2 separate regions of the Capsicum annuum genome follow, and region 1 is linked to region 2. The links are chromatin contacts, called in public Hi-C maps. All regions are on one chromosome and are shown on one strand. Each heading gives the region's core, a stretch centred on a gene start, on an enhancer-like site or on the middle of the called end of the contact. The rest is flanking DNA. Distances are from core to core; before and after follow the strand shown.

Evidence for each region. Hi-C and Micro-C count contacts between places; a contact is called where the count stands out from the background.
Region 1: a Hi-C map of leaf shows a contact between it and region 2, with 4 times the contacts expected there. The contact joins the promoter of LOC107877898 here to the enhancer-like site in region 2. A contact is called at or near these places in 2 of 5 Hi-C or Micro-C datasets (leaf and placenta).

What each region holds. Positions count from the first base shown.
Region 1 is chr7:114,890,436-114,893,776 of UCD10Xv1.1, reverse strand. It overlaps LOC107877898 (probable polygalacturonase), which reads right to left and starts at 1,677. Exons shown (of 5, transcript XM_016724692.2): 1 at 918-1,677. The coding sequence starts at 1,355.
Region 2 is chr7:114,756,882-114,760,126 of UCD10Xv1.1, reverse strand. No RefSeq gene overlaps it. Among protein-coding and RNA genes, the nearest start is that of LOC107877122, 28 kb to the right of the region's middle. Within about 2 kb of position 1,541, at least 5 of the 5 cell types and tissues checked have an H3K27ac peak or open chromatin away from gene starts, as enhancers often do. A contact at or near this core is called in leaf, where this site is marked.

The DNA.
Region 1 (3,341 bases), core at 428-2,927, 130 kb before region 2:
TATACTCCCTCCGTTTCAAAAAGAATGACTTAATTTGACTTGGTACGGAGTTTAAGAAAATAAAGAAACTTTTGAATCTTGTGGTCTTAAATTAAAGAGATGTCAAATGTATCAAAATATCCTTCAATGTTGTGGTCTAAAACATGTCACGTGAAAAGTTAAAATTAAAAGTTGCTAAAAAAGGAAAAGATCATTCTTTTTGAAACGGACTAAAAAGGAAAGTAGGTCATTCTTTTTTAAACGGAGAGAGTACTACAAAATAGTTCTACACATATTAATTAAGGTGATATGAATATATGGCATTTCACTACCAACAAAGAAAATACACACAATCAAGGTTGAAACCATACCAAAATTAGACTAATCGAATTCCTATCAAGCATCATCCAAGTTCCAACACAATGTAATGTAACCAACAATAAGGTTTTACAGGTGGTTGGTTGATGCCATGTCATTATCGAAAGAGACTTAGCATAGATCCCCTAAAAATAGCTTCTCCGAGATCTCCATCTACAACTAAAGACAGGAAACTGTTTGATCCTTACTTTTCCAAACACCAATTATCAGACTCATCCACTGTATTAGTAGGGGCGGAGCCAGGTAGGGCCAAGGAAAATTACGTTGTTTGTACATGATCAAAATTATCTTTTACGTATCTATAATAGACATTAAACCCCTTTTGGCTTCTTCATGTGTTTACTCCTTCATATTTGAACTCCTTACTGACAATCCTGGCTCTGTCAGTCGTACACTGTCATCTCTCAGTTCTTAACAACCCCATAATCCGACTCATGTGTAGCAAGCTTGTCTATCACTAGAGCAAAAGTTTATAAAAGTAAAAACTAAGTAGTTAGTTTCTACTGTTCAGCATGCAAAATTGAGAACTGTAAACATTAACAGATCAAGAATATACTTACATCAATACCCAATATTACAGCGCTCTCAGCAAGGAAAAGAGTCATATGACTGGTAAGATTAAACGGCGCCGTTAACCAATATCCAGGTGGCACATTAAGCTGTCCACCACCTTTCTTACCAAGCTTAGAAATAGCCAATACTGCCCTCTCAAACGCCGCCGTATTCAATGTAACGCCGTCACCAACCCCACCAAAGTCCGTTAAGTTAAACGCCGTCGGACGGAGTTTCGGCATTACCATCACCGGAAAATTACGCCGGTAAAACAAGATTCCGGTAGTAGCATCCCTTTGCCAGAATAGAATAGAAAATATGAACGCGATCCAGAGAGCAGTTAAAAGGGTTTTGTGGTTAGAGAATAGTGGTGGGATCCATGGACGTGGGTGGTGGAATTGAGTCCAACGGGATGAAGATGACAACGGCGTTAGAGTCTCCACCATAGAGTAGTAAGGTTGGAGATGGGACGGCAGGAGGTGATCGGTATCCCCGGATACAGTTAGGTAAGCGAAAGCTGGCCAAACACCAAGGTTGATGGGAGAAATGTTGGTATGTATGTGACTGTGTAAATGAAAATAAAATAGTAGTATTATTACTAGCAAAGACAATAATGCGAACTGAAATATCAAATAAAGAAGAATTTGGAAGGTGAAATGTAGTGGTCGGGATCAGTGAGATAGATGGGTTAGGTAAAAGGTGATGGGGTCGATGGAGTGCATTCAAAGGAAGAACAATGTTTTAGATACACACTAGGCTTAATTTGAAAACAGTGGGTGTTACGCTAATTTTATTATTTGCTGATACGTGGCTATACACACTTGCCCCGATATATCAAGCAGGGGGAAGCACGGGCCTTCAAAACTAACATTTTTAAGTTAATTATTGTCATTTATAATATTTTTATGTAGTTTTTTATAATATATATTATATTTTTTATTTCAATTTATGTGATATTGATATAATTTTGAATGTTACTAATTTTTTATATATTTTAAATTATTAATTATTGTGATTTATAATACTTTTTTTGTTTCAATTTATATGGTAATAATAAAATTAAGTCACCTAATTTTCTTTTACATTTTTTGAATTATCTTAAGTTGTTAATTATTATGATTTATAATATTTTTATGTAATTCTCAAATATATAACAAATTAAAAAAATAAAATAAATAAATATAAAAAAAAATATTTAAGTAGGCAATACAAACAAATATGTCGATCTGTTTTCTGCTTATCATCCTTCATAAGTGAGGTAATAAATCACAAATATCAATTTAAGTGGCAAAATACTTAGATAGTCAGAATAATTAATTAGGAGTGATATAGTAAAATTATGATTGAAGTAGTGAAGCAAACATGTTAATGACTTACAACAACTAATTAAAAGTGATATATCAAAATTACTATAAAATATATTTGTGAAAAGAATTTAACTGGCCCTCACATCAAGATAATTTAAAATATCAAGGGTTAATTTATCATTTTATTTCTATTTTATCACTTTTTATTAAATATTAATTATTTTTAATACTTTGATGATTTATAATAATTAATTAGGGGTGATATTTAGTCAAATTATTATTGAAGTAGCTAAAGCAGACATGTAATAAATATCTATTTTTTAATTAAATATTATTAATTTTTAAATACATAAATAACTTCTAATAATTAATTAAGGATCATATAATAAAATAACAGTTGAAGCAGATGAATTAGGCGCGTCGAAATGATCTCTTCTATATCACATAAATATTGTTAGTTTAAGTAAATCTTAGGTAAGTTTATTTCAAAATATTAAATATATGATGCTTTAAAAACTAATACTTCTTTGTAAGTTTTCATTTATCTCCAATTAATAATGTTTTACCTCCCTTTCGATTTGCTTATTCTATTTTGATTTGACCTAAGGTTTAAGAAAGCAAATCAGATTTTTGAATCTTATGATCGTAAATTAAAATCTGTCATATCTATCAAACTGCTCTTTAATCTAGTTGTCTTAAACATTTTATATCCAATTCTTGTGAATCCTACTTGTTGTGAGGAAAATCTTGGAGGGTAGAAGATATGTCTTACAATTACCCCACCTTCAGGGTGACCTAACTACCGGATTTAACACTCTGTTAGTTAATGGGAAGTTCTCCATTCACAAGATGTATTGTCTACTTCTACCTCAAGACTAAAAAGTCCCCTGAAAGAATATCACTCTGCAACAAAGTATTCACCCAAGATATAAATCCACTCTTTGATTAGCTGCTTGAAGAAAACTAGCTACGGTCAAAAGGTTGCAAATGTTTGGCTTCCATATTCCTATGAATTGCATCTTTTTCCACAAAAATAGAGTCATTTGATCATTTATTCTTGGTGGTACACTATTATAAGAGAGTTATGGATTAGTTGGCTGGGCATAACCAGACTAGAACGAGGAG
Region 2 (3,245 bases), core at 292-2,791:
GCGATGATTCCAAATTTAGCGACTAGAAAACTTCTAAGTTCATAAAAAATTTGAGTATCATTACAAAACATAATAAAAGACCATATAAACTTCTTACATAAAAAACAACAACTCTGCAAGACCAACAAACACCTTTCAATAGAATTGAATGAGAGTGCACATAAAAGAAAGTAAGTTATAAGTGTACCTTCGAGCAGCCATTACCTCAGGATAATATAACAATGTTCCTGTGAAATAAACAAGTATGTATTAGCCCCTTTCAATACACTAACTTTAACATTCATTCAACAAAATATAAAACTATACATAAGTAAAATTGAAGTACCTAGGGATCGTTTAGTAGCTGATAAAAGAAATGACAGGTATTAGTAATACATTAATTAGTTATGAGGAAATTTATGTATTATTTTATGTTGATTTTAGTTATTTGTGTATAACTTGTTCCACCTTCTATCTTGCATAAGATAATACAGAGATTCTCTCATAACTTATACCCGTATGTTATGCAGATTTTTAAACTATAAATTAAACATGGTATTAATTTAATACATGAATAACTCATTTCATTTCCACCCACTAAACATTATATAAGATAAACATAGTCACATGAATACCTTGTTTCATATCCAGCTACCAAATAACCCCTTGTAGTTTTTCCTAGAATAAAGTTCATTCCTCACCTTTCAAATAGCTCGCCAATAAATCAATTAGTGAAGGGTTTTTTATATATATATCTTTAAAAGACATTACCTAGTGGACTATTAACTTTGGAAAAATATACCAAATGTTTGAACAAATAGAATTAAATGAGTTAACCATATTGATGTCAGGAACATCCTATGGGCAATACCTACTGTTGACATCTGATTTTGCCCTCCACGTCTCAAATTAATTTTTGAATTTTTCAATTTTAAATAGTTTTGAAATATTTATGTTTAGTTATTTTGAAAGAAATTTCAACCCTACCTTTTGAATTTAGGCGAAATTAATATATTTAGTGTTTAATTATACATGATTATATAATTATCAGTTAAAAAAATATTTTAAAATTTATTCAGAATGAAAAGTTTGAACAGTTACAAATATTCTACTTTTCTCAAGATTGATTGAAAATAAGAAATTGATGACATAATTAATTTCTTAATTTTTATATTATTATTATTTTTTTTTTTTTTTTATTATTATTATTATTATTATTATTATTATTATTATTAACATCTTCGAAAAAAAAAGAAATAAAATAAAATTGTGTTGTATTTAATATTTATTTTGAAATTATTAAATTTGATAAATTCGTTAAATTAATTAGAAGATAATTTTGTCTCAATTTTACCCAAATTTCTTCAATTGTGACTATTTTAGTAATATAAAATGACCATAATTAGGAATTAGTAATTGTTTTATTAGCCAGTCCATTTTCCTCAACCCATACAATCCCTTTTCCCACTTTCAAATTGGGTCACCAGTCCAAACATGGTCCCAGCAGCCTAATATTAACACCAAAATCAGCCTCAAACAGCAACACCCTTAACAGCCCAACAGCAAAGCCCACCGCCCCATTGACCGACCCGGCCCATCTCCCATTGCCCTTTCCCCTTAACAGCAAACAACGACAGTTTCAACAACATTCCACAACAATTCAATAACGACAATTTCAAACCCGACCCGAACCCGTCTCTTCCTCACTTAACCTGACGTAACACCACGTTGTCAACAATGACAGCAATAACAGTTGCACAACAGCTGTATCAACAGTTATCTTATCTTATTTTTTAAAAAAATTCAAATCTCAATTTATTTTGGGAAAAACTTGGAGCTTCGGAGCCACATGTAAAATTTTCGGAGAGTTCGAAAATCAGTGCCGACGAATGTTATATTCCAACAAATTCAAATTGAAATTTCGATGGTGGAATTCGTTCGCTACAGCTTGTTGTCCGGTTCGTTGCTCCAAAAAAGGTGAAAGCTTTTTCCCTAATCTCATTCGTATGACTGAAAAATTATGTTATGGAATTGGCTGTATTTATCGCCGTTTTGTCGATGAATTAATTGTCCGTATGAGAGGAGCATCCAGACACTTTATTAGGATGAATTTTGGGATGATATAGTTCTTTTTCTGCCTTTGAGATGTAGTAGTTCTTTTCTTGGTGTGAAGTATGTTCAATTGTTGATTCTCAAAGAATTTAAATTTGTGTTAAGATTTTCTCAATTTTATTATCATCATTACTCTGTTAAATTGAATATTTTCGTCTTAAAGTTTGCAAAAGAAAAAAAAAAGAAAAGTAAGGTTATTCATCATAAATTGTTCTGGCTTTAGCTATAGATTAGGTTAGCCTAATTTTATTTAATTACTTATTTATTTTTCGAAGTCTATGATTTCCGAACTTTAAGAAAGGAATGTTTCACACACCAATCTTTGTTTTCCTTACCGTAGCATTAACAGTGAAAGAATATGTTTAGTTTGGTGAATTTCTCTTTGCTGTTCAGTTCATTTTTTTTCAAGAATGTTGGAAATTTTTTTTAGAATGAATTGAAAACTAAGATTGAGCAGTAGACATATACTTGAAAGAGAAATATTTGATTCTTTAAGAAAATTTCCTCTTAGTATATTTGCAATTGTAGAAAAGGTTCTTGAAGGCTTTTATATTTGGGAGTTGTGACTCATCCAGAAGGCAACTTTTCAGTTTTATGTTATGGAGAGACGTGGATACATTTATCTCACAATATGGCTGAAGTTATTTAGTTTTTCACTATATTGCTCATTAGATGTTAAGCATATGTGCTAGTTTGAATATTCGTTTCATAATGTTGTGATTTTTTTATTTTTTTTTTGCATGAACTCGTTCGAGCCCTTTTGGACTTTTTCCTAGCATCCTCGTTGGGTCTAACCCAACATCGAGTCAAAATCTCAAGTCCAAGTCCCGAGAGGACTGTTTTTGCATTGGTATACAACGATATAAGCATTAGGGGCTGGTATATGCTGATATACAGTGAATATACATCGTAAGCAGCAGCTGCACATCATCACACGATTTATGATGAAAAGTGGAGGGGAAATAAGCAGTATTTGTCACTGATATACACTGTATATGAAGTGATATACACAAAAACGTTGAGACTTAAGCTATTGATATACAGCTGGTATACACTTTAGAAAATGGACCCAAGTCCATACGAATGAGGTCCAAAAGCTGGACAGCTTTCTAATGGGCCAATAAAGGCCCAAATCTTAAAACTTTTGTTCCTCT